2 separate regions of the Zea mays genome follow, and region 2 is linked to region 1. The links are chromatin contacts, called in public Hi-C maps. All regions are on one chromosome and are shown on one strand. Each heading gives the region's core, a stretch centred on a gene start, on an enhancer-like site or on the middle of the called end of the contact. The rest is flanking DNA. Distances are from core to core; before and after follow the strand shown. Region 1 holds the start of LOC103632101 (splicing factor 3B subunit 3). Region 2 holds the start of LOC103632103 (5'-nucleotidase SurE).

Region 1 (5,019 bases), core at 1,517-4,016:
GGTGTAAAATTGATAGAAAGATCACATCAGGGACTTGTTAGTTTCTGGGGAGATCCCTGGTGTCTTGGGCTTCAAAGAAACAAAATTCAGAAGCTCTTTCCACCGCTGAAGCCGAGTACATTGCCGCAGGCCATTGCTGTGCGCAATTACTCTGGATGAGGCAAACTCTTAGGGACTATGGCTACAAATTGAGCAAAGTCCCTCTCCTATGTGATAACGAGAGTGCAATCCGTATGACAGATAGACATTCGGTATCACTTTTGAGGGATCACCAACAAAGGGGGATATCGAAATAGCTTATGTCAACACCAAATATCAATTAGCCGATATCTTTACCAAGCCTTTAGATGAGAAAACCTTTAGCAAACTTAGGAATGAGCTAAATATTCTTGATTCTCGGAATTTTGATTGAAACATTGCACACATAGCTCTTTTATATACCTTTGATCATATCTTTTTCATTTTGGTACAATTGCATCTTTCTTATGTACCAAGGCTACGACTAATGTGTTTTCAAGTATATTTTCATACTAGTCATAGATTGAAAGGGAAATGGAGTATGTGACAAAGATAAGGCTTCCACTCCACTACAACGGTATCATTTATCCTTCGTCGCTACTCCACTCACTCCAAATTGGTATAATCCTTCACTCATATTTACTTGTACCAATGGGAAAGAAAGTAACTCAAGGGCTCTCACAGTCTCCGTTTTTGGCGATTAATGCCAAAGGGGAGAAAATATTAAACCCAAAGCAAAAGAACCGCACCACCAATTTAAAAAAAATCGAAATGAAGATTCATTTGGTTTTCACAAATGTTTGTTTTTTAATTGATATAAAAGATGAAGCTTTAATTGATATTCTTCATTGGTATCTATGTCATATATCAATTGATATCCTTATCTTGAGAGAGCAAAAAATTGGTACTGTGTTAAGACTTCAATTGGTATCTTGTAATGACAGTCCTTTCAATTGGTATATTTAAAGGTACATTTTCAAAATTGATATCTATTAAAACCATCTTGAAAACTAAGAGGAGAATTTCATTCAGAGGGAGTTTTGTTTAGTCAAAGGAAAATCATTTGAAACAGGGGGAGAAATTTCAAATCTTGAAAATGCTTATTGCCATCTTATTCATATACCTTTGACTAATTGCAAAAGACTATGAAAAGATTTTTACAAAAGAATTTGCAAAAACAAAACAAGTGGTGCAAATGTGGTCCAATATACTAAGTAGAAGAAAGCAATCCACTCATATCTAGTGAAATTATAGATTGGTTTAAATTCCAAGTAACCTATGCACTCACCTTATGCAAACTAGTTCATTTCTGCACTTGATATATTTGCTTTGGTTTGTGTTGGCATCAATCACCAAAAAGGAGGAGATTGAAAGGGAAATAGGGTTACCTTTTCCCACAATTAATTTTGGTGGTTGAATGTCCAACACAAATAAATGGACTAACTAGTTTGCTCTAGAATACATGTTTTACATGTGCAAAAAGGTTCAACACAAACTAATAAAAGATTCAAGTTAGGGACAAAAATAAACCGGAGCAAAGAATTGAGTGTGCTGTAGACTGGCGCACCAGACTAACTTGGACCAAGATATTGAGGAAAGCAACACCTCAAAAGAAGACATTAAGAAGATCAAGTGAAGTCCAAGAGAAGAATCAAGTGTTGCCTGCGGACTATCCGGTGCCTCACGCCGGACTGTCCGATGCACCAGGAATAGTAGCCCTAACGGCTAGTTCCAGGTGACACCGTGGAGGGAAGACCACCGGATTGTCCGGTGTGAAGTCCGGACTGTCTGGTGTATAAAGTCTACGCGCCAACGGTCACCTGCTCTGACAGACCTAACGACTAGGCGCACCGGACAAGGGCACCAGACTGTCGGTGATCCCACCGGACTGTCCGGTGCACCACAGAAAGCAACATCTTTCCTCCAACGGCTAGTTTTGTGTTGGGGCTCTATAAATACACCCCAACCAGTCATTTCCAGGTGTGGGAGCCCAAGAGACATACCAAGGCACATAGTTCACATTTCCAAGAGCTCATACACCCAAGTGCTTAATAGAATCACTTGTTGATTAGCGTAGGTGCTTTGCGAAGTGCTTAGGTTAGTTAGACCGCTCTAGCGCTTGCTCTAGGTGAATCCTAGTTAGTTGAGTGAGTTTAGATAAACCAAACAACCACTCGTCTCTTGCGCGAGCCGTTGTAATTGTACCGAGTGGGGCAAGAGTCTTGCGAGACCATGACAACCGCGTTTGTGTCACGACCGCCACCGTATACCGGAGGGAACGAGGCCCGCGACGTTTTCGGCCGGAAGCTCGATAGTGGAGACGACGGGGAGCGTCCGAGAGGAGCCGGAAGCGGAGCACCACTTGCGCGTGGAGAAGGCCCGCAGCTACGGAGTTACTCGATCGAGGTGCTTGGCCCTCGCGTGGGCTTCCCTTTGCGTAGGGACACCAACGAAGATTAGTCGGGACATTATGTGGTTCCGGATACCTCGGTAAAAATACCGGCGTCATCCACGAGAGTTTGCATCTCTACCTTACTATTTAAGTTTCCGCATTTATATTAAACATTTAAGTTTCAATCTTGTATTCATACTTATATAATGTAGATTGAAACTTAACCATTGCGGTAGAGATAACAACACTTAGACAAAACCTAGCTTGCACATTCTAGTTTGATTATTTGCATAAGTTTTGCTCTAAAGAATTATTTGTGATCTAGTTTAAGTGAAAGTTTTGGAAGTTCTAATTCACCCCCTCCTAGGCGTCTCCCAGTTTTCTACACTCATCGGTTCGACTCGGCTCGGCTCGGCTCGACTCGACTCGTTTGGTTTCAAGACCTATAATAACATATTGGGAACTAGGGGATAATGTCGTACTGAATTCGTGTAAATTATTATTATGTTAGGATAGAATAGAAATCATTTACTATTGGTAGGTATGATCCCATTTTCAACTTTTGTTGCCTGTTTGGTTTGTTGGTTTGGTTCCGCTCAGCGGCGTCGCTAGTTCGCTGCTGGATCCGCTAGTTTAACTTGGCCTCGTTCTCCCTGAGCCAGAATCCAGAGGCTCCGTCCTTCGGCTAGGCGAGATCACGTGTCTGAATCAACCAACCAAACCCTAACCCTTGCAGAGGCTGCGGATGAAGCCATCCACCGCCGGCGACGCCTCTGCGGCGGCGGCGGCGTCCTCTTCGGGGCCCTCTACCTCCGCGTCGACATCCGCGTCCACGTCTACCGCGGACGCCACCCACTACATCGCCAAGCGGGTGCTCCGGGGAAGCGCCGTGCTCCACGTCGCCGAGGGCTGCTTCCGCTCGCCCGACTCCGCGGACGTCGTCCTCGCCAAGGTTTGCTTTGCTCCCCACACTTTCACAGGAGAGATGGATTTTTTTGTGAGATCACCGGGGGATGAACTATCCCCACCTTTTCATTACCACAGTTTCTGTCAAAAGCCTGTAATGGTAGTTACAAATTGGGTCATGAGCCCATAGTTACAAAGCAAGAAAGGCCAGAAAGAGAGCACAAGCAAAACCACATACAATAGAACAACAATCACTAACAACCACAGAGAGAAGCAACCAAGCTACAGCTCCTAGAACTGAGGGTGGTGGATGGTCGCTGAATATTGCACCGCCAATAGACAAAACTCCGATAACCTCAATTCCACAGCCGATGACTATAAGGCTCTGAGCCAAGATGACAGACGACATCTTCTATCAATTTTACAATTTACATAATGCGTTTGCTGGTTCATGTTCCCTGTTTCATGTAACTGGGGTTCTGCTTCAGGAAACTTCACTGGAGTTGGTTGCTGTTGGTGATGATGGTGTTTTACAGTCAATATGTGAACAAGACATTTTTGGGATTATAAAAGATATTGGTGTATTGCAATGGCACTCTAGACATAATGGTTTAATTCCACAGGTACTTTTCCTTCTCACTACAGTCCGCAATCTTTTCAATGTTCTTTTGTACACAACACATCTGTGTCTAATTGTGTTTGGAAGTGAGTGATTAATTAATTGTTGATCTTTTCAGATAGAATGCAAAGATCTTCTGGTTGTCCTTTCAGATTCTGGAAAGCTTTCTCTTCTTTACTTTTGTTCTGAGATGCACAGGTTAGTTCTATTTGCCTCTGTTTTTAACTTTTATGCCTTTGTTCTCTGCTTGTTGGTACTAGATTTTGGCTCTTAAATGTTGTTTTTATGGTAATGCTTAGTCAACTGTATTTTATGCATCTAGCAGTATGTTTACTTTTTTCGAACACGCAGGAGAGCTGCGTATCATTATACTAAGAAGAAAAACAAGGTCCAAATTAGACCAGAACAGCCAATACAAACTACAGGCACCTCACGGTGGCCAGAAAACACCATACAAAAAGGGTTCCATTAAGAACTAAAGAGACTACTCACGCCTGGGACTGGAGCCAAGAGGAGGGAGAGGTTTTTAGCCCCTGCCAACTCCCAAAGCACTTTCTCATCATCTAGACTTTTAAAAGCAAGCACTATGCTTGGACAGTGTCTGTCAAAAACACATCCATTTATGTGGTTCCAGATTGTCCAAAAACCAAGAATAATAAAAGAATTCAGCCCCTTTGCAGCTACACCCTGCACATTATCAGCTATCTTCCGCCACCATTCCATTGCGTTCCCTTCACCTGGTTGTGGAGCAAGGCTTTGAAGGTTAACTTGCTCAAGCAAAGTGAACCAGAATTCTCTTGTAAAAACACATCCAACTAGAAGATGATTAATGGTTTCATGTTCTTGATCACAAAGAGGGCAACATTCAGGGTGATCCAACCCTCTTTTACGCAGTCGATCTGCTGTCCAGCACCTCCTAAGAGCAGCCATCCACACAAAAAATTTACATTTTGGTGGAGCCCAAGAGTGTCAAATTATTTCCCAAGGATCAAAAAGGGTTGATCCAAAAAATAGACCCTCATAGGCTGCCTTTGCTGAGTATTTGCCATTGGTGGCTACCCTGAACACATGTTTAACAGTTTGT
Region 2 (5,204 bases), core at 2,027-4,526, 320 kb before region 1:
CCCTTCCTCTTGTGATATCTCTTCTTCTCCTTTCTTCTCCCCTTTTTGTAGTTGTCCCTGTCACTATCACTTGATAATGGACATTTAGCAATAAAGTGACCGGGCTTACCACACTTGTAGCAAACCTTTTTGGAACGGGATTTGTAATCCTTCCCCTTCCGTTGCTTGAGGATTTGGCGAAAGCTTTTGATGATGAGCGCCATTTCGTCCTCGTTGTCGAGCTTGGAGGCGTCGATGGGTGTTCGACTTAGAGTAGTCTCCTCCTTCTTTTCTTCCGTCGCCTTGAATGCGACGGGTTGTGCCTCGGGCGTGGAGGAGGTGCCTTGCTCGATGATTTTCTTTGAGCCTTTAATCATTAGCTCAAAGCTCACAAATTTTCCTATAACCTCCTTGGGAGACATTAGTTTATATCTAGGATCACCTCGAATTAATTGAACTTGTGTAGGGTTAAGAAATACGAGGGATCTAAGAACAACCTTGACCATCTCATGGTCATCCCATTTTTCGCTCCCGAGGTTGCGCACTTGGTTCACCAAGGTCTTCAAGCGGTTGTACATAGCTTGTGGATCCTCCCCTTGGTGAAGCATGAAGCGACCGAGCTCCCCCTCGATCGTCTCCCTCGTGCGCGGTCTTGAGTACGTCCCAAATTTCCTTCGCACTTTTTAACCCTTGCACCTTATTATACTCCTCTCGACTTAGAGAGGCGAGGAGTATAGTGGTGGCTTGGGAGTTAAAGTGGTGAATTTGGGCCACCTCGTCCGAGTCGTAGTCTTTATCCCCTACGGATGGTACCTGTACACCAAACTCAACAACATTCCATATGCTTGTGTGGAGTGAGGTTAGATGGTGCCTCATTTTGTCACTCCACATATTATAATCTTCACCGTCAAAAACCGGTGGTTTGCCTAATGGAACGGAGAGTAGAGGAGTACGCTTTGAAATGTGGGGACAGCGTAGGGGGATCTTACTATACTTCTTGCGCTCTTGGCGCTTAGAAGTTATGGACGGCGCATCGGAGTCGGAGGTCGATGGTGATGAAGAGTCGGTCTCGTAGTAGACCACTTTCTCTCATCCTCTTGTGCTTGTCGCCCCTCCGATGTGACTTGTGGGAAGAGGATTTCTTCTCCTTCCCCTTCCCTTTGTTGGAGGAGTTCTTCTTCTCCTTCCTCTTGGTGCGGGACTCTTCCGATGAAGTGCTCCCGTGACTCGTAGTGGGCTTGTCGCCGGTCTCCATCTCCCTCTTGGTGTGATCTCCCGACATCACTTCGAGCGGTTAGGCTCTAATGAAGCACCGGGCTCTGATACCAATTGAAAGTCGCCTAGAGGGGGGGGTGAATAGGGCGAAACTGAAATTTACAAAATTAATCACAACTACAAGCCGGGTTAGCGTTAGAAATAATAATGAGTCCGAGAGAGAGGGCGCAAAACAAATCGCAAGCGAATGAAGAGTGTGACACGCGGATTTGTTTTACCGAGGTTCGGTTCTCGCAAACCTACTCCCCGTTGAGGAGGCCACAAAGGCCGGGTCTCTTTCAACCCTTACCCTCTCTCAAACGGTCCCGCGGACCGAGTGAGCTTCTCTTCTCAAATCAAACCGGGAACAAAACTTCCCCGCAAGGACCACCACACAATTGGTGTCTCTTGCCTCGATTACAAGTGAGTTTTGATCACAAGAACAAGTGAGAAAGAAAAGAAGCAATCCAAGCGCAAGAGCTCAAAAGAACACGGCAAATCTCTCTCGCTAATCACTAAAGCCTTGTGTGGAATTGGAGAGGATTTGATCACTTGAGTGTGTCTAGAATTGAATGCCTAGCTCTTGTAAGTGGTTGAGAAGTGGAAAACTTGGATGACTTGAATGTGGGGTGGTTGGGGGTATTTATAGCCCCAACCACCAAACTAGCCGTTTGGTGGAGGCTGTCTGTCGTATGGTGCACCGGACAGTCCGGTGCACACCGGACATGTCCGGTGCGACAGCCACGTCACCAGGCCGTTAGGGTTCCGACCGTTGGAGCTCTGACTGCTAGGCCCGTCTCGATGTCCGGTGGCGCACCGGACATGCACTGTGGAGTGTCCGGTGCGCCAGCATGGGCGTGCCTGACTTCTGTGCGCGCTGGCGTCACACCGGACAGTCCGGTGTACACCGGACATGTCCGGTGAATTATAGCGGACTAGCCGTTGTGAATTCCCGAAGCCGACGAGTTCAGAGTCTCTTCATCCTTGGAGCACCGGACACTGTCCGGTGTACACCGGACAGTCCGGTGAATTATAGCGCGACGACTCTGCGAATTCCCGAAGGTGCGGAGTTCAGCTTGGAGTTCCTTGGTACACCGGACACTGTCCGGTGGTGCACCGGACACTGTCCGGTGGCACACCGGACAGTCCGGTGCGCCCGACCAGGGTGCCTTCGGTTGTCCCTTTGCTCCTTTGTTTGAACCCTTTCTCTTGATCTTTTTATTGGCTTATTGTGAACCTTTGGTACCTGTAGATCTTATAGACTTGGGCAAACTAGTTAGTCCAATTATTTGTGTTGGGCAATTCAACCACCAAAATTAGTTTAGGAAATAGGTGTAAGCCTAATTCCCTTTCAGTAGTTCGGTTACCACCCAAACTACCTGAATTACCAAAAATACAAAAACATAAGGGCTTGTTCGGTTTAACCCAAATCCATATGGATTGAAGGGGATTGAGTCGGTTTTAATCCCTAGTAAGTCAAAATCCCTTATAATCCATACCAATCCCCTCCAATCCATATGGAACGGAAATAACCGAACAAGAAGTGGTTTGATGCAATATAAATATATTACTGGAACAAATCAATATAGATTTATGCTAACTTAATAATTGTTTTGTTGTTAATTAATATGAAGACATGATATGATTTAAAAACATTTGTTTGTTGCTTTAAATGCTACTAGAATTTTTAAAAATGGTTGAATTTGTCAATTTTGGGTATATCAAGTAAAACATGAATCTGAACCCGAAATATCATGTAACCAAAATCGTGGGTAATACTTTTTTAAAACAAAAATCAGATAACATTTTTTAATACCTGAATTTTCATTCACCTGAATTACCCAAACCGAATATTTCGGATAACCTAAGGATTAGTTTGGAAGTCTACAAACCGAAACAGATTAGAGAGACTAAAACTTTTTTTATTTAAAATTAAATAAGAATGTGATTCTAGCCTCTCAATTTAGTCCGTTTTTCTTTTTCTCTCAAACTAGCACTAATTGGTAAGATATAGAAAGTGCAACCAAACACCCTAATAACTTTACATATTTTATTCCAGGGACATATTCGCTACGGAAAAAAAATCCCATTATGGACGGCGACTGGTACTTTTTGTTCGCGGGGACGGCGACTGGTACTTTTTGTCGCTGCGGAGACGGGGAGTCTTCCGACTCTTCCCCAACGGGAATTCCTCATTCACATCCCTACGCACGAACGGAAACGCCCCATGCTGCGCTCGCAGTCTCGCATGGACTCCACCACTGCTGCTGCTACCGCGGCCGCGGCTGCGGCGCCGGCGCCGGTGCTGCTGGTGACGAACGACGACGGAATCGACGCGCCGGGGCTCCGCTTCCTTGTCGACCGTCTCGTCGCCGCAGGGCGATACCGCGTACTCGTCTGCGCGCCCGACACGTAAATGCTTTCCTCCTTCGTCTCGCGATCCCTCCCTTATCTGCTACTCGCTCCCTTGCGGTTTCCTGCTTGTTTGGTTGATTGGTCGGTGCCTTGCGTAGATTCTGCGGAAGGATCACGGGATTTACCCCGAGAGGACGTAGTAGGCTAGGAAAAAGAACTAGAATTGTGCTGGGATTTTTTTATCCTTTTCTCTTTCTGGCATTCTCGCCCAGAAGACGAATCAGAGGAATTTGGAATAACATGTTTCTATCGGTTTCACTTATTCTCTAAATGAGTTACAATATTTCCTTTTGCTTTCGTAAATTTCTGGATGTGTCTGCAGCAGATGACCGCTTAGTTGATGTTTTCCCTCTTGATCATTGCATTGGTATGAAAATTGTGGGTGCTAAATTTGCGGTAAAGAATTTAAGAAATAGGAAATACAAGTTTGGCCTTGAGAAGCAAAATTTATCAATTAATGTTTCCATGCAATGTTTACAGGTGTTTTCGGTATGACAAGTTTTTGTTTTAATAGAAGGCAGATGCCTGTGCATTGCTACGGAAGTCCCAAAATTCTCAACGCAACAAGAGCATGAAAAAATAGTGGATCCAAAGCCTCACAATTTTCAACGCAATAAAAGTTTGAAATAAACAGTGGGTCAAAATCAACAGGCAAATAAATTTTAACTCTGCTTAACAACATAATATTATGAGCCACATGGTATCACTATACCTCAAACGCATCAAATCACTGAATAGATACTAGCACAGAACCTCAGTATTTTTGCTACTCCTATCATTGATTGGTTATCTCTTGTACCTCCCAAAAGTATGCACAAGGGGATTTCAGAAAGTTATGTTGTTCATAACTTCATATCAGAAAAATAAAACCATGCATTTGTATATGCAGAGCAAGTAATCTATACAGACTTTTTTTTTCTCGAAAAAACGCAGGAGAACTAATATTGTCAGTATTTTCGAAAAAACGCAAGAGAACTATACAGACTCACACAAACTTGGATAAGAATTGCCATGGTAAGACTTCATGTATTCAGGATTTATGCTTGCCAGTCCAAAAAATATGAGCTTACTCTTGAAAAGTGAAGGGCAGTCCTGGTACAGTAGTGAGAGCTATCTCACTGAGTCATTAGGTCACGACTTCGAAGCATCATCTCCGTATTTATAGGAGAAAGGCTTGCCTCGGTTTTTTCCTTTCCTAAACTCCACTCGTGTAGGAGCCTCCGGTATTGGGTCTGCCCCCCTTTTTTACTAACTATTGAAAAGCAATATGTGAGGCATTAAAATTTGAGCTCTATGTATTTGTATACGTTTCTGGTAACTCCTGCATTAGTATAAAATAAATATGGTGAAACTACGAACAGATTAGACAAAAAAATGGAATTGAAGAAAAGTATTTTAAGCATTGTTTTATGTCTCTTTAAGGCAATAAAGCAGTGTGGGTGTGAGAAAAGATAACACAATTTAATGTCATATTTTGCCTTTTCAGCAAGCCTTGTTAAACAATAAAGGCCTCTTTATATCTTCAAAATTTAGGCACAACATCAGGCTGCTCTTCA

The links. A called contact is a pair of places that touch in the nucleus more often than the background predicts.
Region 2: a Hi-C map of leaf shows a contact between it and region 1, with 6 times the contacts expected there. The contact joins the promoter of LOC103632103 here to the promoter of LOC103632101 in region 1. A contact is called at or near these places in 4 of 25 Hi-C or Micro-C datasets (bundle sheath, leaf, leaf mesophyll and 1 more).

The regions. Positions count from the first base shown.
Region 1 is chr7:17,485,358-17,490,376 of Zm-B73-REFERENCE-NAM-5.0, reverse strand. LOC103632101 (splicing factor 3B subunit 3) reads left to right here and starts at 2,766. Exons shown (of 15, transcript XM_008653953.3): 1 at 2,766-3,362; 2 at 3,805-3,939; 3 at 4,054-4,133. The coding sequence starts at 3,156.
Region 2 is chr7:17,804,466-17,809,669 of Zm-B73-REFERENCE-NAM-5.0, reverse strand. LOC103632103 (5'-nucleotidase SurE) reads left to right here and starts at 3,276. Exons shown (of 9, transcript XM_020540888.2): 1 at 3,276-3,645. The coding sequence starts at 3,461.